Regions from separate parts of the Rattus norvegicus genome. Here all the other regions are linked to region 3. Evidence: chromatin contacts called from public Hi-C data. All regions are on one chromosome and are shown on one strand. The core of a region is the stretch at or near the end of the contact, and the rest is flanking DNA. Distances in the headings are between cores, read along the strand shown. Region 1 holds the start of Rce1 (Ras converting CAAX endopeptidase 1). Region 2 holds the start of mrpl11 (mitochondrial ribosomal protein L11). Region 3 holds the start of Rbm4b (RNA binding motif protein 4B). Region 4 holds the start of Peli3 (pellino E3 ubiquitin protein ligase family member 3).

Region 1 (4,886 bases), core at 186-2,685, 150 kb after region 3:
TGATCCAACTATCCCATTCCACTTCAGCCATGGGGACTGAGGGTCTTGGAGGAGCAGTAGCAGCCCTACTGTAAAGCTGCATGACAGGAGAAAGATGTGCGTTGTACTTAATATGAGCACATTAGCTTTTCCAGAGACAGGTGACTCACTGATATCCCCAGGGCCCTGCCAGGAGGAACCAGCCAAGGCAAGACTGTAAATTTGCCCCTGAGGGGTTGGGGGTGTAGCTCAGTGAGAGTCTTGACTATCAATACCCTGAGTTTGATCCTTCTTCCTGTTTGTTCTTCCGCAAGTTATTACAGATAAGCTAATGGTGGTTCCCAACCTTCCTGATGCTGCCACCCTTTAAATACAGTGCCTCATGTTGTGGTGGTCCCCAACCATAAAATTATCTTCATTGCTACTTAACTGTAATTTTGCCACTGTTATGAACCATAATGTAAGCATCTGATACGCAACCCACAGTTGAAAACCACTGAGCTACAACATGTTCATGAGTGTCTGATCCCAGCACTTGGCTGGAAGAAGCAAGATGATCAGTTTAAGTCTCCCCTGAGTTTCATGAGAGTCTGTCTAAACAACAACAAAAAGCTGCCTCTGTAGCAACTGCCTAGAACAATTCCAGACAGAGACTTAGTTGCTTATTGCCCGAAGGAAAGCTTGGTTTCAGAGAGTAACTTGGCATATATATCACCCAGTCTGTGTGGAAAGTTAGATGCCCTCTATCGTGGGCGCGCTAAGGAAGGTCAGGCACTGAAATGTTTTCATCTGGAAGGATGGAGGGGGAGGGTTAAATTAGAACTATGCCCCTGCCCCAACAGTCTCCGTAGCATTGGCAATCTTCCGGAGCAATATGAAATGGGCTTGTTTTCTCCTAGAATCTAGCGGGCAAGCAGAAAACAAGAGGCTCAAGAGGAGCAGCCCCAACCAGGGCAGGGAAGAATCGCGAACTCTGGGCCCAGCCAGGGACCTGAGCCCGCCAGAATCCGTCACGCGCGACTGCGATCCTACCGAGGCCTCCCTCACTGCTAGAGGATCACAGACCCAAGTGGCCAACGACGGAGTTCAGGCGGCAGACGCAGCGAGCCCTCTGGGCGGCCTGGAGGTACCGCAGGGAGCACAGGGCGGGTGCGGGCCTAAGCTACCGCCGCCGGGCCCTCACCACCGCCTCCGCTGCTCCCGCAGGACTTGTGGCTACAGGAGGTCTCCAACCTGTCCGAGTGGCTGAGTCCGGGACACAGGTCCTAAGCGCCCGCTCCTGAGACTCACAGCAAGGCAAGGAAGCCCGGGACGCGTGTGTTATATATTTCAATAAAGCTGCTCCAAGCACACAGTGTCAACTACAGTGCAAGGGGAGGAGCGTCCGGAGGACCGGACAACTCGCGCCGCCGCCTGACGTCACCCGCGCCGTCGCGTCACTGCTGCGCGCCACGGGTCTGGGCGTGATGGCGGCGCTGGGCGGGGACGGGCTGCGTTTACTGTCGGTATCGCGGCCAGAGCGGCAGCCCGAGTCAGCCGCGTTGAGCAGCCCGGGCCCAGGGCTGTGCTGCTGGGTGTCTGTGTTCTCCTGCTTCAGCCTCGCCTGCTCCTACGTGGGCAGCCTCTACGTGTGGAAGAGCGAGCTGCCCAGGTGCGGGGGATGCGCGCGCGGACGGAATCCGCGCCCTCGTGAGGCGGGGCTGCGGGCGGAGCCTGGGCTGGACGGGGGTGGGGCTGCGTTGGCAAATGGTTGCTACAGGCCCCCCCGGAACTTATTGTCCCTTTTCTTAGGGACCACCCCGCTGTTATCAAGCGGCGTTTCACCAGTGTCCTGGTAGTATCGAGCTTGTCCCCACTTTGCGTGCTGCTCTGGAGGGAACTCACTGGCATCCAGGTGCGAAGGAGGCGGGGCACAGGGCAACTAGGGAAAGAATCCAGATTTTTGTGGGAGGGAACATCACTGATACCCCCTTTCCTGTGGCTCAGCCAGGCACATCACTGCTTACCTTGATGGGCTTCAGGCTGGAGGGCATTTTTCCAGCAGCTCTGCTGCCCCTGCTGCTAACTATGGTGAGTCCTGCTTTAGTTTTCCTACTCTGTTGTCACTAGTGTAATGGCATGTCCGTCTTGTGTCCAGTTTTTGGCAGATGGCAGACAGGAATTATGATGTGGCCCTTGAGCCCCTGGTGTGCATGGCTGAGAAATCCTAGAGCTCAGGAAACCTGAGGTCTCATGAGGGTGACCAAGGGCGCAGGTGTGAGCAAGGTCACTGGATAACGGCTTTCGTTTGATGTTTTTCTCCCCCAGATCCTTTTCCTGGGTCCACTGATGCAGCTCTGTATGGATTGCCCGTGTGACCTGACAGATGGGCTGAAGGTTGTCCTGGGTGAGTCTTCAAGACTGAGCAAAAGGTAGGCACAGGCAGTCCAGAACACTGGGGAAAGGAGTCAGTGAGATGGTGTGATCTGGACTGAAGAGGTGAGATGTCACCTCTCAGGATGTGTTTCCTCATCAGTAAAATGGATTATATTGCTGGGTACCCTGTAAGTTTATGATACTCATGGAGGCCTTTCTAGACTCAAAACAGTACTTGATTGGTTAAATTTGGGTTCCTCTGGAATTGACTGACTTCCTCCTCTACTGCCGCTTTCCCTCACTACTGTCAGTCATCTCAAGACATTGTAATTCGGTCTGATAAGGCTTGTTCCCTTCCCCATTCTGATTCTCAGGATTTCCCAAACTGAGTTTGGTCAGAGTAAATCTGTGGGAGAGGGGGGTTGGGGATTTAGCTCAGTGGTAGAGCGCTTGCCTAGCAACCGCAAGGCCCTGGGTTCGGTCCCCAGCTCCGAAAAAAAGAAAAAGAAAAAAAAATCTGTGGGAGAGGGTCCTAGGGGTCTCTAGTAACTAGGCACTCATTGCTTATCCTGAATATTTATTCTAGCCCCTCGTTCTTGGGCCCGCCGCCTCACAGACATGCGCTGGCTACGAAACCAAGTTATAGCACCCTTGACAGAGGAGCTGGTGTTCCGGGCTTGTATGCTGCCCATGCTAGCACCATGCACAGGTCTGGGCCCTGCTGTGTTCACCTGCCCACTGTTTTTTGGAGTCGGTGAGTCTAACCTGTCCAGCAACAATGTTCCCAGCATGAAGGCTAAAAATGGGGCTTTGGGTGAGGGGGACAGCTAGGTAGAAAGCCAGAGGAATATGATGTGGTTTTCACCTTCCTCCCAGCCCATTTTCACCACATTATTGAGCAGCTGCGCTTCCGCCAAAGCAGTGTGGGAAGTATCTTCTTGTCTGCAGGTGAGGCCTGGAGAGCTGCCCAGGGACAGCCAAGGGTCGGGGTGTTAGGATACCCCTCACAGACACTCCTCAGAAAGGGTTGGAGACAGAACTATAAGTATTGGATGGGGCCCACTGATTATGGAAGGTGGGGTACAGAGAGCAGCCACAGATAACGGGCAGGCAGCCACTGCCAAGGGGAAAGGGTGGTCTCTGACTGTGGGGTGTGCAGTACTGGGGTAGGGTGGGCATGCAGGTGTGGTCACTCGCAGCCTCCGTCTCCAGCGTTCCAGTTCTCCTACACCGCTGTCTTCGGTGCTTATACGGCTTTCCTCTTCATCCGCACAGGTTGGTCCTCGGCCTTTCATGGGTCTCCAGGGGCCCACAGATGTGGGTGGGAGAAGGGGGATACTGTGGACACAACTGTTTCTTCTACTACAGTTCTAGAGACAGGCTAAGCTTTTTAAGATCCGAGAGGTAGAAGCAGAGGTTATAACATGGGGGCAGACCAGTGTGTGGGGTAGGGGGTCATTGAGTTCCTGTTCAGGAGACAAGGGTCACTAACTTTAGAAGGGCTAATGGTGGTGGGGCTGCTTCACATGTTGCACCATCTCCCCTCTCCAGGACACCTGATAGGGCCGGTTCTCTGCCACTCCTTCTGCAACTACATGGGCTTCCCTGCTGTGTGTGCAGCCCTGGAGCATCCACAGAAGTGGCCACTGCTGGCGGGCTATGCCCTTGGTGTGGGACTCTTCCTGCTTCTGCTTCAACCCCTGACAGACCCCAAGCTCTATGGCAGCCTTCCTCTTTGTATGCTTTTGGAACGAACGGGGGCCTCAGAGACCCTACTGTGCTCCTGACCATCACTCTTGTGTGAACTCTGATGGGCTCTCCAGCCCCTTCTTATCAATACTGCGAGAGAGGGGCTGGCTGGGGTCCCCGAGATCTCAGGAATTTTTGTAGGGGATTGAAGCCAGAGCTAGTTGAATCCCAGGGACCAAGAGAAAGGAGCAGATATCCAAAGGGTGCAGCCCCTCGTGATGGGGCGGATGAGCAGCAACTGGAAGTGAGGGGACAAGGGCAAATCCTAGGAGCTGTGCACTCCCTCTTTGGATTGATGCTTCTCTAGCTCCTTTGCGTCTCCCCTTCTCCCTTGAAAAGCTGCTGGGGTGGGTTTATTTATCAAACCCCTCCTCCCAACTTCCCAGGGTTTTCTCATTGTCTTTTTGCATCAAGACTTTGTATTGGGATATTAAAGAGATTTAACTTGGGTAGCATGGTCTTAGATCTTTGGCACTCTGTACTCCGACTTTGGTAAGGACCCAAGGCCACATTTGGAGTATGTACACTGTCCTAACTACCTGGGCAGTTAAGCCTGGTAAGCAGGTCCCAACAGTAGAGGACAGGAAGGGGCCCCTAGCTGCTAAGGCTGAGCTCTGGCGGTTGGGTTAGCAGGGGCCAGGTGGAAGCCCATCTCACTGTGGGGCCTGCACACAGTTACCTAGGCCAGGGACACCTATAGCTTTGGCCCCAGCGATGGAGCTTCCAGCCTGTGCCCCGTAAGCTGGTGGAGGGTGGTAGAGGGTGTTGGAAGGTGGTCCCAGGGCCTCGTTCTACACAAGGAC
Region 2 (5,119 bases), core at 2,565-5,064, 220 kb before region 3:
CGAGGGAAGAACACGCACTAATCTGTTTCCGATGCTGGGAATGGGAGTTGGGGCTTTGAATAAACAGCAGCTCTACCAGGAAACTACATCTTCAACCCTGAACATAGGATTTCTCCCTGGCCTCTACTCCCACCTGTTCCCACCTGTTATATCTACTCAGAGCCTGAGGGTGATGACTCGTTCCCCAAAGGCTCATGTGCTGAAGCCTGGGTTCCCAATGTCATAGGTGGTTGAATACTTAAGAAGTGGGGCCTATGCCTTGTAGGTGGTACAGGCCTTTAGTGCCAGCAATGTGGGAGGCAGAGGACTTGTGAGTTTGAGGATACTGAGAGTTGCATAGTGAGAGCCTATCTGGGTGTGGAGAGATGGCCCAACAGTTAAGAGCACTTGTTTGTTGTTCTTTTTTTTTTTTTTTTTTTGGTTCTTTTTTTGGTTCTTTTTTTCGGAGCTGGGGACCGAACCCAGGGCCTTGCGCTTCCTAGGCAAGCGCTCTACCACTGAGCTAAATCCCCAACCCCTTGTTTGTTGTTCTTATAGAGAACCCAGGTTCAATTCCCAGCATCCACATACTGGTTCAAAACTACTCCTAAGTCCAGTTCCAGGGGATGCAATACCCTCTTCTAACAGACACCTAGCATGTATATGGTGCACATACATACATACAAACAGTCATATATAAAAGAAAATGAATAAATATAATTTTTAAAAGTGTGGTCTGGTGGAGGATGCTGGGAGTCCAACCTTCATTAATGTTGGCCTTAAGGAGAGGGTTGCTCCAGGTGGAGGCTACCTTACACAGATGGCTCCATGTATGTGACTGTTTCCACCTTACTGTACTGTGAGGCAGACAAGCGCTAAGGTTCCTGTTCACCTGTGGGGCAGCTCACGCCTGTGAAGAGTGGTAGCTGTCAGTGTTAGTCCCCATCTCGGGTCTCAGGAAAGAAGTTGAGAGCTTATGACAAAGGACGTTTATTCAGGCTCGATCCTGTGGCACAGCATATGTACAGAAGTCAGGAAACTATAAATCGGGTTGCCATGGAGTCCTTTGGCTCAGCTTCCTCGGTGGGCCCCCTTCTCAGTCTCTCACTTCAGAGTGTAGAAGGTTGGGGTCACTTTTTGGCAGCTTCTGCCTGAGCTGCCAAATCCGCCTCTTTCTGAGCAGCCAAAAACACGGCCCGTTCCTTCTGAAAAGCTGCCAGTTCGTCTACACTGAGGCTACAGGAAGAGCGATGGTCAGTGAGGGGCGGAGCCTGGCGCAGACCCCAGCTGCCCTGCCCACGTCCCTCCCTGGACTTTCCAACTTTCTTACCTTTGCTCATCTGCAGTTTCTCTGCCTGGAACCACAACCCACATACACTACCATCCTCTACTGTGGCTCCTATTTTAAAGACCTACGGAACCTGTGGCCTCTACTATACCTTTAGGATTCCCAGCCCTTCCTCTGAGCCACAAACACTTCAAGTGAGAGAGTCACAGAGCTGCATACTTTAAGGCAGACTGTGCTCTAACCTCACCCCTGAGGTACAACTGATGCCAGCCTTGCTGTAGGGAAAGACACCAGCAGCAAGCAACCAGTGATGACTGACCCAGTTCCTGCCTCTGCTGTGCTCTGGGCCAAATGCTCTCCTACTTGACAAGTTACTTCAAGGAAACGATTCCTGAGATCATCCAAAGCCAGCTGACTTGTGTGGTTGTTGGCTCAAAAGACCCTTCTGTCTGGTCCCTCCCTCAGGCCATATCCCATCTGCCTCTCTAGACGAGACTCCTAAACCACAACGAACTTAGCTTCAACACCTTATCTCTCATTGTTCCCTGCAATTTTTCCACCTTTTGGAACATTTGCTCTCCTACCCTCCTTTTCCTGGGCTGTTTTGATGTTACCTCCCTCAGAGTCATCAATGACACAAGGGAAAAGCAGGAACTCTCCTCTCTGCTCTCATGACATCCACTGGTTTTATAACTGACCACCTGTTAGCCTAAGCCTCTATGTATGGATCTGTCTCTATTTAGGACTACATATTTCTCCAGAGTGGCCGAGCACCACTGTTCATTCCTGGTTCTGTGCGGTGTCCAGAGCCATGTCTACTACAGAAGAGATACTCATCCAAACGAGATGAGGCTCCATATCCTTCTGCTAGAGTCTGCTAGAAAGCTAGACATGTATGAAAATGTCACAACGAAGTTAATATGCTTAACTAATATATGCTATAAATTTAAAAAAAAAACCTGACTTTTTCATTGCAATAGGCTTTCTCCCAAATCAAGAACTTTCTTGGTTTCCTTTGTACACCATTCCTCTCAAGATACTCACTCTTTCACCACACGAATGCCCAGGGAGCGGGCAGAGCCAATGATGGAACGGACAATAGAAGACAGGGGTACATCTTGCATGGCAAAAGCCTCATCCTTAGCTTTGACACGGGCAATCTCGTATACGTGCTTCAAACTCACCAGACCTGCCACCTCTTTCCCTGGGAAGAAGGAACAGGTCGTCATTCTTCTAGTGCCACTATTTCTCTGGATACATCAGAATCTCAGGTGCCCCCTGTAGCCCTTACCTGTTTGCCGGGCCCCCTTCTCAATCCCAGCAGCTGCCTTCAAAAAGTAGGAAATAGTGGGCTGCCCAATCTTGAGCTCAAATGTTCTGTCGGGCTTAACAGAAAAAGATACATGAGAATTTCTTGGTTTTCTATCTGGTCCAAGACATTTCTAATGTCCCTTAACTTCCCATCAACTTGCATTCCTGCGGTGTTGTCTTTAACACCAGAGAAGGCAGGATGGGCAGATCTACAGTCCACATCCCTGTCATTTTTATTCCTAGCACAATTCTCCTCTGGAACCCCTGTGAGATGAGAGGTCAGAATCACAATATGGCAGGATCAAGCCAGTTCAGAGAAATTATGGTCTAGGCTTCTGTGTAAATGAGAAGTGGAAGTTGGCAACCAAGTTAGGGACAGAGAAGCAACCGGGATGACTAGTTTCAAGTGCCAAGGAAGTATATGGGAGAATTCGTCTCTGTACCTTTATAAAAATTTTTGTAGGCAAGGGAATGCCTTCTTTGATGTCCTTTGTTTTTTCATTGAACTCTTTGCAGAACTGGTTGATAGAGACACCTCGCTATGAGGAAAGCATATACAAAGTTAAGTGTGAGGGGTTGGGGATTTAGCTCAGTGGTAGAGCGCTTGCCTAGCCTAGCAAGCGCAAGGCCCTGGGTTCGGTCCTCAGCTCCGGAAACAAAACAACAAAACAACAAAACAAAACAAAACAAAACAAAACAAGACAAAAAAAAAAAAAAAAAAACAAAGTTAAGTGTGGGAGCTGAAGGCTTCCTATCAACCAGGAGCTCCAGTCCCCCCGTCCCCGCCATCTTCATTTTTTTTGTGTTCCGATATTTCTTCTACCCAGGTTCAACTACGGCTTTGGGTGCCAGGCGATTCGTCCACAAGGTGCCACTTAATCAGCAAGTAGCCAACTTGATGGTCAAAAGAGGCTACGTAAGTAATACAAGAACCTAAGGCCTGAAGGTGTGAATAGCGGAGACAGGTTTATAAAGGAGACCTCCCGGGCTCCAGAGCACTCTCCCACGTCTCCCAAGCCGGCTTCCAGACACCGCACCTGACCCAAAATGGGACCTAATGGAGGCCCAGGGATAGCTTGGCCTGCTCGCACGATGGACCGGATCACGCCGCCGGCCTCGGGCTTCTTGAGGGTCCGAGTGACCCGGCTTAGCTTCGACATGATATAGGATTTTAACCTTAGTCCGCCTCGGAGAAGTCAAGAACTACGATCTGAGCGCTGTCATTTTGGGTCAGAGGTCAAGGGCCCTCGTGTTGGGCTAGGGTAAATGTGGCCAAAAAAGAACAGTCTTGTTTCAGGCATACAGCTCTTCGACTGAAAAACGAGTTACGGAATTTAAAAATGAATTGAACTTTGCGCTCTGAAGTCAGGACAAGAACATATATGGTTTCAGTATACACATTCCTTCAGCAGTGCCCACAGGCATCGCCTTAGACAGCCAAACAGGAGATCAGGACTTTGAGTCTCCGCACAGCATTGTAGGTATTGTAGTATTGTAGTTTTAGCTCTTTATCCTGCGCTTGCTGTTGACTGAGCTCTGGGTTGCCATCTGCTGGACACAGTGATATCTTAGTGTTTGAAATGGAGCAAGTTATTCAAAGGAGTCCCTTGAGTCTTTTGTTTCGTGTGTGTGTGTGTGTGTGTGTGTGTGTGTGTGTGTGTGTGTGTGTGTGTGTGTGTGTGTGTGTGTGTGTGTGTGTGTGTGTGTGTGTGTGTGTGTGTGTGTGTGTGTGTGTGTGTTTTTCATGAAAGGCAATATGATTATAGACGGAAACGAAACGTAGACTGCTGCTCTAGCTATGAACCTGATTTATAGCTAGACAAAAAGTTAGGGCTAGGGTTAGGTTACTGTTTCTGTTAGCTATTTCATGTTGGGCACCACGGATACTATAGGTACCTTTCAGAATCATTGTGACAGCTCAGTAACACACGTTGCTTTAGAACAATACTTGCACCAAGAAGGCATTTACCACTATTTGTACAAAGGGAAGAAATTTTCCCGGCACTTTTGAAACGCAGTCTCTGAACCCTCATTCCAGTCAGACCTAATTTCCCACTAGCTTCTTAGGCATACTTTATCGCTTCCCTTTCTTTCCTTCTTTCTTTCCTTCTTTTTTTTTTAATTTTTTTTATTTATTCATTTATTATATATATAAGTACACTGTAGCTGTCTTCAGATACACCAGAAGAGGGCATCAGATCTCTTTACAGATGGTTGTGAGCCACCATGTGGTTGCTGGGAATTGAACTCATGACCTCTGGAAGAGCAGTCGGGTGCTCTTAACCGCTGAGCCATCTCTCCAGCCCCTCTTTCCTTCTTTCTTTCTTTCTTTCTTTCTTTCTCTCTCTCTTTCTTTTTATTGGAAGCAGATGATTTCATTACTTGCTTTCTAGGGAATGGCATTTGAATCAAGTGGTGTTTGTAGTCTTTGTTCTCACTCCCTTGTGTAGTTAGGCACTTTGGGACATGCATGCAGAAACATGTACATTGCACACACAGGGAAATGGAAAAGGAAAAGAAAACGTGGAGGATTGTGAGAGG
Region 3 (5,492 bases), core at 479-2,978:
TAAGCAATACAGTAATTCCTTGCTGGAATTGCCCCAGAAGTAAACCTTCATTCCTAGCCAATTCCTAAAGAAAAAAAAAATTAGTTAAATGGAGCAGAAGAACCTATGACATGTTTCCTGGCTTTGCTTGTAGTCCACAGACTGAACAAATCTGAACACCCCAAAGATCCCATCTACCAACCAGACTCACCACGGATTCTCATACAGCCCTTCCTCTAGATGCCCTTTCTCTGCTTTACTACCACCGTCCATCATTGAAACTCTCAAAGGCTACTGGGTCACAACAAAACAGAAACAAGTGGTAACCTCTAGCCCTTCTCACACTAGCAACTTAGACTTCTGACAGCACTCAAGTGAATAAGGACAAAAGAAAGGAACCCACATAATTGTGGAGAAACATCTTGGCAAACACAATGGAAAACGTTTACTTCCCTAAGAGCAAATTATGCTTAAGAGTAGTAAACAATCTATTCTCTTCAATTAAAAGAAATGGTAGAAGCCACTCTCACAGCCCCATGGTCTTGTGTTCTTGCCTCTGCCTCTCAGACTCCACGAAGGTCTGCCACCCAAGCCCCAGAACAGTTCACCTTGAAACTCTGTGTTGTCAAGGCCCCTGATGGCCTCCACCGCATCTTCTGCCCGCTCCATGTGTACAAAGGCATAATCTTTCACGATGTCACATTCGATGACTGGGCCGTACTCCTCAAACTTGGCCCGAAGCTCTTGGTTGGTACAAGTGGGACTGATGTTGCCCACATGTAATTTGGTTGAAGCTTTGCTCTTATTCTTGCTGGCTTCCACATTGATGTTCACTCCGTGCAGTTTGTAGTGGTGCAGGTTGCGTATGGCATCCTCAGCGGCCGTCTTGTCCTCTATGTGCACAAAGCCATAGTTCTTAATGATGTCACATTCCAGCACCTTCCCGTACTGCTCGAAGAGTGAGCGGATCTCCTGCTCTGTGGCCTCCCGGGGCAGATTTCCGATGAACAGCTTCACCATTCTGACAAGAGCCTGGCAGTGAAGAAACAAGATTTCAAAAGTCGGGTGTGAAGTGAGAAACTGACTAACACTGCAGCGTTTCCAGACCCTCAGTTATTCTTTTTGAGAGAGGAACAGCAGTTTGTTCCTAAGTAGTGAAGCTGTGTGACAATGCCAACAGAAGGTCGGGGGTCAGAATGCACAACATGGTCCAAGATACATATATATACCCGTGAGGTCAGGCACATTTAATCTACAAGGTTAGCTGCTTCACGGTTTAGCACAGGGATGGAAAAGACAAGCGGAAGCCATGAAGTATTTGAATGTCCCTAGTTACAGGATTTTGGAGGGAAATCTGTGTACCTTCTCCACAGCGCGGTATCACCTCCCACCATACTCCTAGAACGAAAGCCCTCTTTCACCCAACACCTGGACCTCTTTCCTCAGCGGCCCAACCTCCGCTCCTACATCCCAACAAAGACTCGGCCCGACCCCTGCCCCGCCCCCTCCGGAGACCCGGCCCCGCCTCCTTTCGTTGTCTTCCCGGGACCTTCCTCAGAAAATGAGTGGCCCCAAATCCGGCCCTCCCGAGGTCCGGCACAGCCCGCTCCTGGGCTTCCCACACACCCACAGCATCCTCTCCTACCTCCGGGTGGTGCCGGTGGTGGCGGCGGGTCCCGCGTCAGAGAGAACCCTACAAAATGGCGACGGCCGCTCGAGCCTCGGCGCGACCGGGCGCTTTCTCGCGCGCCAGCTCACGCACGCGCGAGTGCGCGCTGCCTGCCTCCCCTCCCCCTCGCAGGAGCGGGGCGACCAATCCTGTGGCCGCACACAACTGTCCGCCCCCCACCCCCCGTGCGGGGGCGGGGTCATGTGGTGACGGCACTGCGGAGCGAAGGTCAGCCCGCCCCCAGCCCTGGCTAGCCAATCACGGCCTTGGGAGGGGGTCGCAGCTTGCGCGTCAAAAGGGCTCAGGAAGCAACCATTGCCTTGGCAAAACTGTAAGGCCCGGGGGAGTCTCTAAGCATCACAATGGATCGTGGTATTGGGCGCTGTGTCGAGGGGCTGATGACAAAGGGTTTTCTCACTGGGCCCGCTAGAAGGGGGATTTCTCAACCTCTGGCGGCTGAGAGCGATACTTCAGAAATCCAGGCACTACCACATCTTAACCTAATCTCTCCCTTGTTTGGGTGGGACAGGGTAAGAATTCCCTTAAAACAATTTAATTTTCACCGCAGTAGTGTTGTTCATTGGTGAAGAAGCTGAGACCTAGAGTCGAAGAGTAGAAAGATAATCTCTGTTAAAACTGGGTAAGGTCTGAGGGAGGCATTTCTCTATCCTAACTATACTTTGTCATGTTTATTCATGAATATACGTGGGCTGGGCTTTCCCTCTCTCGTAGTGTCTATCGCGGTTCCTGAAAGGTGGTGAGTATTACCAAGGAATACGTTGTCCAGAGGTCCAGAGAGAATCCAGGTTTGGGAATGTGAGTGACAAGGGCTCCACATCCACTCCAAGCTTCCTGAGGTACAAGCAATTGTCAAGCTACGGACTCTGAGCTGCGGTCCAAGGGCACCTCCTGGTGGCAAGGAGGGTACCACCTCAATGGATTACTGTATCCCATTCAACAAAGCAGAGCCGGTTTACATACATTGATGGATTGAATGTATCTCTTAGTAGAGGCACCAGGATGATTGTTAGACCATCCCCATTGTTGTTAAAAACAGTTCCCCATTGTGGTAGTTCCAACACCAGCTCCTCCAGTAAAATAAAGACTTCCTCCACCCAAGCTACTTGGAAACACTTCTTTACCAAATCCATGTTTCCCACTCATTTCAGAAGCCATTGTCTAATTGTAATAACAGACACACTTTTAAAATTAGATTTTTTTTTGGTTCTTTTTTTTTTTCGGAGCTGGGGACCGAACCCAGGGCCTTGCGCTTCCTAGGCAAGCGCTCTACCACTGAGCTAAATCCCCAACCCCAAAATTAGATTTTTGTTTGTTTTTCGAGATAGGGTTTCTCTTGGCTGTCCTGGAACCTCCTCAGGGTCTGCTATCACCCAACCTTGTACATTGTATTTTGGAATCTGTCCTCTTCCAAATTCCCTGAGATCCCACAACTAATGCTCCACTAACAGTTCCCATCTTTGTATACAATTTCATTTAACTCCCCCCCTCCCCCCACACACACCTTTTAGACATGGCCTTTCTATGTAGTCAAGGCTGTCCAAAAACTTGCTGTGTAACCCAGACTAGCCTTGACCTCACAATCCTCAGCCTTCCAAGTGCTGGTAAATACAGGTGTGTGATACCATTTCTAGCCTCCAGTTTTCCTTTTTTTTTTTAATATTGAAAAAATATGTAAGCTGGGTGGTAGTGAGGACATTCCTTTAATCCCAGCACTTGGTAGGCAGAGGCAGGTGGGGGTTAATTCTAGGTCAGCCTGGTCTACAGAGCACATTCTAGGACAGCCAGGGATACACAGAGAAGCCCTGTCTCAGACGAAACGAAAACCCAGTCCCAAAACAACCAAACCACAACAAACCCTGACATGTATAGGTAGTACCAAGTTCCCAGAAAAACTGTACTTGAATATCCTACTTGAAACACTTATGTGACTTTTGTTTTTTTCTGTCGTTACCAAGGTTTGGCATTAACTTTTCTAATTTGTGTCAATTGAAGAAGTGTAAAGTTTTATTCACAACTTGCTTCGGTTAAGTTTTTGTCTTGTTTTTAATGAATTTGAAAATATCTTGTTATCGTTTGTGCTCATATAAATTTCTTGCCCCAATCTTCTGCCTGAATTTTAGGTTATAGGCTTTGAGTTGAGCTGTAGGATTTCCCCACATATTCTAGCTATTTCTAATTGGTTTCAGATATCTTGCCATTCCACTAATAACTTTGTTTTTTGAGGGAAATATTTTTAATGTATTCAAATTAAGTATTATTGCATAAAGCTTTCTCTTTTTTTTTTTTTTCTTTTTTTCGGAGCTGGGGACTGAACCCAGGGCCTTGTGCTTGCTAGGCAAGCGCTCTACCACTGAGCTAAATCCCCAACCCCTAAGCTTTCTCTTTTATGTTCTCTTTAAGATACCCTTTCTTCCCACAGCTGATGTAGATAGTCTATTCTCTTCCACTCTTACTACCTGTCACTCTCAGATCTGTGGGTCCACTTGGAACAGTGCGATACAATGGAGACACAATGAGCCATATAAGTAACGCGTGATAAACTAGGAAAATGGTCTGTGGGTTCAACTCAATAGTAAAGCATTGATCTAACATCCACAAGGCTCCACAGTGAAGAAATAAATTAAATACAAATTTCCAGAAAACATCAAATTATAAAAACTTGAAATCTATTTAATATTTTTGACATTTTGACATGAGATCAATATAAAAATTGAGATATTAGAATTCCCCTTGAAGTCCTGAAAATCTGTTATTTCAAACCTTCAGCACATTGAAGTTTACACTTGCCACATGCTGGGTACTCACTCCGTAGTCCAATGTGACCAGTGGCTGCCATGTGGGTCAACATAAGCAAACCCACCCTTGTTGGGGGTGGTCAGTAAAAGTGCAAAGTCTAAGCCCATTCACTTTTGCCGATTTCCTGTTTCCCACCAATTTGCTGGGCCAACACGTCTTTCTGTCCTAACCCTTTTCGTAGCTTTCAGGGCCCCATTCTATCATTTTTCTTCTCTTCCACCAGTATTCAAGTTTCTTTCTTGAAAACTTGCTTCCTAGCCCTAAGTTCATCCTTTTCTCTGTCCTATGTGGAATCCTATCCTGAAGAGACTTTAACTGCCACGCATGTGTACCATCTCACCTAATACCTGTCCTTCCTTTTCATTCACACTGACTTCTCTGCAGAGGCTTATCAGTCAGTGGCAAGGTAGTAATTCTTCACGAATCCCTCTCACACACAGTACATCTGTCTCTAAACTTTCCAACTACTGCTTTTCCCCACCCAGGTCTCATAATCTGGGCTCTTCACAATTACACTCCCATGTGTAACAGGGCAGGTTTCAGGGCTGTGCTTGAATTAGGAGAAAAATGTGTCCTACTGATGACTGTTTTGCCCAAGAATGGGCTGTTGCTGTTGTACTGCTGCATGTGGGCAAACTGAAACACTTCAGAGAAAGGGTACTGTGAATCCTGACTCATCTGCTGTGCCGACCTGATGTGTGGGGCCCATTCTGGCCTGTGTAGTGCCAGTTCCTAGCCTGCATACACCTGACTCTGCTTGTCTTTGTTTTGACTGATGGTAGTCAGGGCTGTTTGGGGTCCCCTGGCCAGTTATGCTGAAGACAGCAGTTTTCCTGAGTCAAACAGACCCAAGACTTCCGATTTTAATAACTTCTTTTTAAACAGTGCAAAGTTTAAGACAAATACTTCTCTCTGTCTCTAGATGTTTATGTGTGTGTTTATTTACATATTCAGGATATACCTTATGGCTTTCTAGGATGACCTTCTAGAGTTCAGGAGGTGGGAACCTGCCCCTCCTCTGATTCTG
Region 4 (5,292 bases), core at 606-3,105, 190 kb before region 3:
CTTAGAGAGTCTGGGAATTTGGGAGTGAGACTGCATTTGCTCCCTCTTAGGAACGAGTGGGCCAACTTCCACTCAACCTTTGCAGCAGAAGTCACAGGTCCTTGATTCCCTCATAAAACACATTTCAGGCTCGGATTAGGCAGAGGTGTAGCTCAGTTGGTAAAGTGTTAGCCTACCACCTATGAATCACTGTGTTTGACCCCAGGCACTGAGTTAACTGGGTGTGGTAGCTCCCAGCACTTGGAAAGTGGAGTCAGGGGACTCAGAAGGTCATCCTCTGAGCTTGAGTTCAATCAATAGCCCGAACTGCATAGAATCCTGCCTCAAAACAAATGAATTCAGGGATTAATTGGCCACTGGGGGATATCGTTCCAGACCAGGCGATACTAAGCAGGAGAGACTGCATCTGAGACTTTGTCCTTCCAGCTCTGTATCATGGCGGCTTTCAAAGTTAGGAGTTCATCAGGCTTGGCATCCCTTGCTTTTAATTCCAGCTTTTGGGAGGCAGAGGAAAGCAGGTTTCTGTGAGCTCCAGGCCATTCAGGGCTACTTGGTGAGACCCCTGTCTCAAAACAAACAAACAAACAAACAAACAAACAAACAAACAAACAAGTAAGGGGGCTGGAGAAATGGCTCAGTAACCACTGCAGTAACCACTGCAATGGCTGCTCTTTCAGAGGGCCTGGGTTTGATTCTTAGCACTGACATGGTGGTTCACAATCATTTGTAACTCCAGTCCCAGGGAGTCCGAGTTTCTGGCCTCTGCTGGCAGTAGGCAGGCATACAAGTGGTGCACAGACACGCGCAAGCAAAATACTCATATACATAAAAATACAATGGGTTTAAAGTTTTAAAAGAAAGCAGACAACAACAAAAATAAAGTGAGACGTTCAAGGGTTGGAGATGTTGGTAAAGGGTTTGCTGAGCTGTGTGAAGCCATGGGTCAGATCCTCTCTTGGCTCCTGTTTAGCAAGCCATTTCTGTAAATCTGTTTCATGGTGTTGGGGGCAGGGGTGACGGGACACAATTATTGTATCGGCCTCCCAGGGATTACAGGACTTAATTTGCTCAAATTCAACCCAGAGAGCTTGGTATAGACAGAAGAAATGTTTTGAACGCCTGTGGCCCTGAGAGACCGAGCACCCGGTTTCTCTTTGAGGCTTTGCTAAGGATAGGAGCGTACTGTTGAGAGGAGAGGGCAGGGGTGCCTGTCTCTGGACACCAAGGAGGCCAGAGCTCACTGACTGTTGCATAGAGATAAAGTGGTCAAGCTGAATTGACAGACAAATCTGCACTCAAGACAACCGCAGTGGCTTTCCTCAGCCTCCGCGGGTGACGCACCTTCTTCCTCCGCCTCTTCTAGTAGTTTCCTTCCCTCTGTTAGCTCTGGGCTCCCCTGTACTCCCGAGGTTTCCGCATATGAAAGGCGGGGTTTTGGAGCAGGAGGTGGGGAGTCGCCAGTCTTAGGCTGGGAAAAGGAGCCTCTAGATTACTGTGTGAAAGGAGGCTCCGGTCTTGGAGAGAACCCAGGAGACCCTGGAACGAGAGTGAGGTGTCTGGAGCCTGGAATAAGAGAGGGGTCTTGTAGACCAAGGGGAGTCCCTCAGCCAGCCAGGAGAGGATAGGGACTCCTACAGTGGGAATCGCGAACAGAACTTCTTTGGTTCCCGGGGCGGGACTCAGAAAGAAAGGGGCGAGGGTTCCTGAAAACCTCTTTAGCTTCACAGACTACAACTTGGCTAAGCCGCAGGAGGCGGAGCCTCGGGGTAAGGCGGGGCCTCTAGGGGGCGGAGCCGGGGCGGAACGTAGGGGTACGGGGTGGAGCGTGAGGGCTTGTGTGCACATCCCTCTTCCTCCGGGCCCCGAGTGTCCCCGTGACGAGGCTGCACCGAGCAGCCGCGGGCCGGGCCCATCCCGCCGCAGCAGTCCCAGGGCGCAGTAGAGGTGAGGCGGGTGGGAGCCGGCAGCGCACTGAGAGCCCCAGAACGCCGTCAGGTGAGGCGGGCGAGGTGAGGGGCAGGGGGCTGTACTGGGCGTGCGCTGGGGGCGTGTTTGAGTATCTGGGGGTGGCCGGGTTAAGGGAGCGGGTCTGAGGGCTGGCGACTGTGGCTGTTAGCGCGTAGGCGCGTCCCTGCCGTAGCAGGTCTTGGATTTGCTGCGCACGTCTGGGCACTGCCGGCGGTGCTAGGGGTGTGAGGTACTGACTGCGTGCGCGCGCGTATTTGTGAGGGGCCGCCTGGTGTATCTGCGTATGCGCTGGGCTGTCATTGTGCCCTTTCCTAGCACGGGGTGCGGGCCTGCCTCTGCGCAGTTCCTCCAACGTTGGGGTTATTAAGTAGGCAGCCTGAGGGCGACCTGGCTCTGCTGCAGGGGGTGCCCGACTGGGGAGCGCCGCCCCCACAGGCCTCCCGAGACCGAAGCGGCCTGAGGACCGCAGACAGACACCTGAGGGAGGGAGGGCTCTGGAGGCCTGCCTGCCTGCAGTGCCAGGCCAAGATGGGGAGACTGAGGCAGGTGGGTGGTGAGAGAAGGGCAGACAGAGGAATGCAGGTGGATAGAAGTAGGGAGCGAAGAGGCAGAAAAGGATGTGCTGGGAGGGCAGAGAGTCATTGAGAACAGACAGACTGACAGAGGCCTAGCCCTGCAAAAAAAGGCAATAAAATTAGAGTGAACACATAGACCCAAGAACCCGACAGAGTGGGTAACTGAGCATAAGCCAGGAATTAAGTCTGAGTCTAGAGGTAAGGTAAGTTCTGCCCCTCCGCCAAGAACATTCCAACCAAAGTTGGTATATTGCTCTAACCAAATACTCCAACTCTGACTTTGCCATTTCTTTCTTGATCCTGTCTCACCAGCCCCCCTCCGTGGTATCCCAGTAACCTCACCATTTAGGGGAAGCAGAAGTAGTTATAATAACAAGTATTGAAGGGCCAATCTTGCCTTAGGCTAAGGGTCCTTACCTCTAGCCAGAGCTTGAGAGGAGTTGGGGTGGGAAGTTTCAAAGTTCTTTTCTCTTCTTCCACTCTGCTCAGCATGGTGCTGGAAGGAAACCCTGAAGTGGGATCCCCCCGAACCTCAGACCTCCAGCACCCGGGGGACAAGGGCTCGTGCATCCTCTCTTCTCCTGGTGAAGAAGCACTGCCAGGCGAGGAACCCATCAAGTATGGTGAACTCATCGTTCTGGGGTGAGCCTCCTAGTCCAGGAGTGATGTGCATGGGTTACTACCCCCTCGGGTCAGCCGAGACAACTGTGCACCCGCTGCTCTTCCCAGATGAAGAACGAAGTTGATCAAACCCATTTCTGTTGTTTTGTTTTGGAGACAGGATTTCTCTGGCCTGGAACTTGATCAGTAGACCAGGCTAGCCCTGAGCTCAGAGATCCACCTGCCTCTGCCTCCCGAACACTGAGGTTAAAGGCGTGCGCCACAACCAGCAGCCTCAGACGATTCTTACACCTGCTCACCACAGTTTGCAGTCAGCCGAGAAAAAGAATAGCAGAAAAAAAGTCTGTATAACACCTACTGTATATAAGTGTGGGGAAAAGAATTCTGATTCTGCACAAAACTGCTTGGTCTCAATTCTACTTCGGCAAGTTGCCAAACTTTCCCATGCCTCTGTGTCACATCTTGAAGACAGGGTTGGTACTGACCTCCCAAAGGTCACCTGCAGGAAGGAAAGGAGAAAGAGATTTCTGTAAAGTACGTAGACTGGTACCCAGCTCATCCCAAGTGTCTGGGAGGCAGGCGGTGCCACACCTTTCTGTGGATACTATTTCATTCCAATCCTCACAAAGATGCTGTGATGAAGGACATGAGGTAATCGAGGCCCAGAGAGGGACAGTGACTGACCCAAGGGCACACAGCTGGTAAATGGGAAGGCTGGGGTTTGAACCCAGATCTTCCCAACCGTAGATCTAGCACACTAGCACTAAACTGCAGCTCACCCTCGTGTTGCAGATAGGAAGTGGAGGTTCCTAGAGAGAAATTGATGAGACTTGATAGTTGGACGGGCCCTGTCTCTTTCTGGTCTTTGCCTGCCGGGATGCCTGCATCTCCCATGAAACTCTTTCCTCAGATGGGACAGAGCCGTCTCCCTGTCCCAATCGGCTGTCGGCTCATGATGAAGATTAACAGTACATCACAATGGCTGGTGTTTGGTGACTTGTATGCAACACCTTACCTTTTATTTTCTTTCTTTCTTTTTTTTTTTTGGTTCTTTTTTTCGGAGCTGGGGACCGAACCCAGGGCCTTGCGCTTCCTAGGTAAGCGCTCTACCACTGAGCTAAATCCCCAGCCCCACCTTTTATTTTCAAATACCCATAATAACTAACTCATATCAAGACCTTGCTGTAACCGTGGCAAACTCTGTCAGGCATTTTAAAGCACTCTCTCTTGTTCAGTTCTCAAAATCAACATTCCAAGTGGGTCCTGACAATGAGTTCCATTTTATAGAGGTTGTGTGACAGTGGAAGAGTGGGTGTGTGCTAGGCTCCTGAGAGGCCTCAGTCTGCATCCTGGCCTGTCTCCCCTAGACTTGCTGCTGCCAGTGTGTGCATGAGAAGTGCTCAGAGGGTAAAAGAGATGTTCCTCACAGAGGAGCTTATATCTGAGGAGCAGCTGCTTCATGTCCTGACAGAAGGAAGGACTGTATTTCTCTCTGGGTTCCAGGCAGCTCTCTGTCCTGAGAAGAGCAGGAAACCCTCACTGTGTATCAGAGCTACTAGGGAACACATGGAAATCACACATGGTCCGGTATAGTGCACATGCTTGTAATCCCAGCATTCAGGAGGGAGCAACTGTGTTGCCTAAGACCTTGTCCCGAAAATCAACAAAAAGACGAGAGATGGAGTGAGGGAGAGAGAAAAGAGAAAAGAGAAAAGAACATAGGAGATATAGAAAGACCCTCACCTCAAAAGGCAGAATCGGATGGATCTAGAGACTACGGATTTAACAAACTCACCAGGAAATTCTAATTGGTCTTGTGTTTGGCATCCTATTTTCTCCCTGTGTGAGACAGGGTCTCACATAGCCCAGGCTGGCTTCCATCATTCTCCCTGTGTAGCTGGGGATGACCTTGAGTTCCTCCTTCCTCCCAAGTGCTGGGATAACAGGCGTGGACCAGCAGACTGCGCACATGTGGTGCTGGGATTTGAACTCAGGGCATCGTTCATGCTAGGCAAGCACTCTATTCTCTGAGCTACATCCCCAGCCCTGTAGTTGGCAACTGCTATGTCCTTCTCCAAATTTTTCTGTGGCTTTCCGCTACTTAGAGAAAAGCATTCTTAGCCTGTTA

Evidence for each region. Hi-C and Micro-C count contacts between places; a contact is called where the count stands out from the background.
Region 1: a contact with region 3 is called in a Hi-C map of hepatocytes, with 2.9 times the contacts expected there. The contact joins the promoter of Rce1 here to the promoter of Rbm4b in region 3. A contact is called at or near these places in 12 of 12 Hi-C or Micro-C datasets (the A7r5 cell line, the Rat2 cell line, Schwann cells and 7 more) and 1 of 1 datasets of contacts at active chromatin or transcription factors (oligodendrocytes).
Region 2: a Hi-C map of liver shows a contact between it and region 3, with 5 times the contacts expected there. The contact joins the promoter of mrpl11 here to the promoter of Rbm4b in region 3. A contact is called at or near these places in 10 of 12 Hi-C or Micro-C datasets (the A7r5 cell line, the Rat2 cell line, Schwann cells and 6 more).
Region 4: a contact with region 3 is called in a Hi-C map of hepatocytes, with 2.1 times the contacts expected there. The contact joins the promoter of Peli3 here to the promoter of Rbm4b in region 3. A contact is called at or near these places in 2 of 12 Hi-C or Micro-C datasets (hepatocytes and liver).

Annotation. Positions count from the first base shown.
Region 1 is chr1:211,328,418-211,333,303 of GRCr8, reverse strand. Rce1 (Ras converting CAAX endopeptidase 1) reads left to right here and starts at 1,435. Exons shown (of 8, transcript NM_001100585.1): 1 at 1,435-1,630; 2 at 1,771-1,873; 3 at 1,966-2,049; 4 at 2,287-2,365; 5 at 2,921-3,088; 6 at 3,211-3,282; 7 at 3,547-3,609; 8 at 3,886-4,535. The coding sequence starts at 1,446. The coding sequence ends at 4,121. Top6bl (TOP6B like initiator of meiotic double strand breaks) reads left to right here. Exons shown (of 15, transcript NM_001426986.1): 15 at 879-1,331. The coding sequence ends at 1,228.
Region 2 is chr1:211,692,502-211,697,620 of GRCr8, reverse strand. It overlaps mrpl11 (mitochondrial ribosomal protein L11), which reads right to left and starts at 3,814. Exons shown (of 5, transcript NM_001006973.2): 1 at 3,616-3,814; 2 at 3,022-3,117; 3 at 2,559-2,652; 4 at 2,312-2,471; 5 at 954-1,215. The coding sequence starts at 3,738. The coding sequence ends at 1,110.
Region 3 is chr1:211,473,573-211,479,064 of GRCr8, reverse strand. It overlaps Rbm4b (RNA binding motif protein 4B), which reads right to left and starts at 1,728. Exons shown (of 4, transcript NM_001007014.2): 1 at 1,625-1,728; 2 at 588-1,011. The coding sequence starts at 999. It also overlaps a transcript of Rbm14 not described here.
Region 4 is chr1:211,668,802-211,674,093 of GRCr8, reverse strand. It overlaps Peli3 (pellino E3 ubiquitin protein ligase family member 3), which reads left to right and starts at 1,855. Exons shown (of 7, transcript NM_001127542.1): 1 at 1,855-1,995; 2 at 3,033-3,185. The coding sequence starts at 3,034.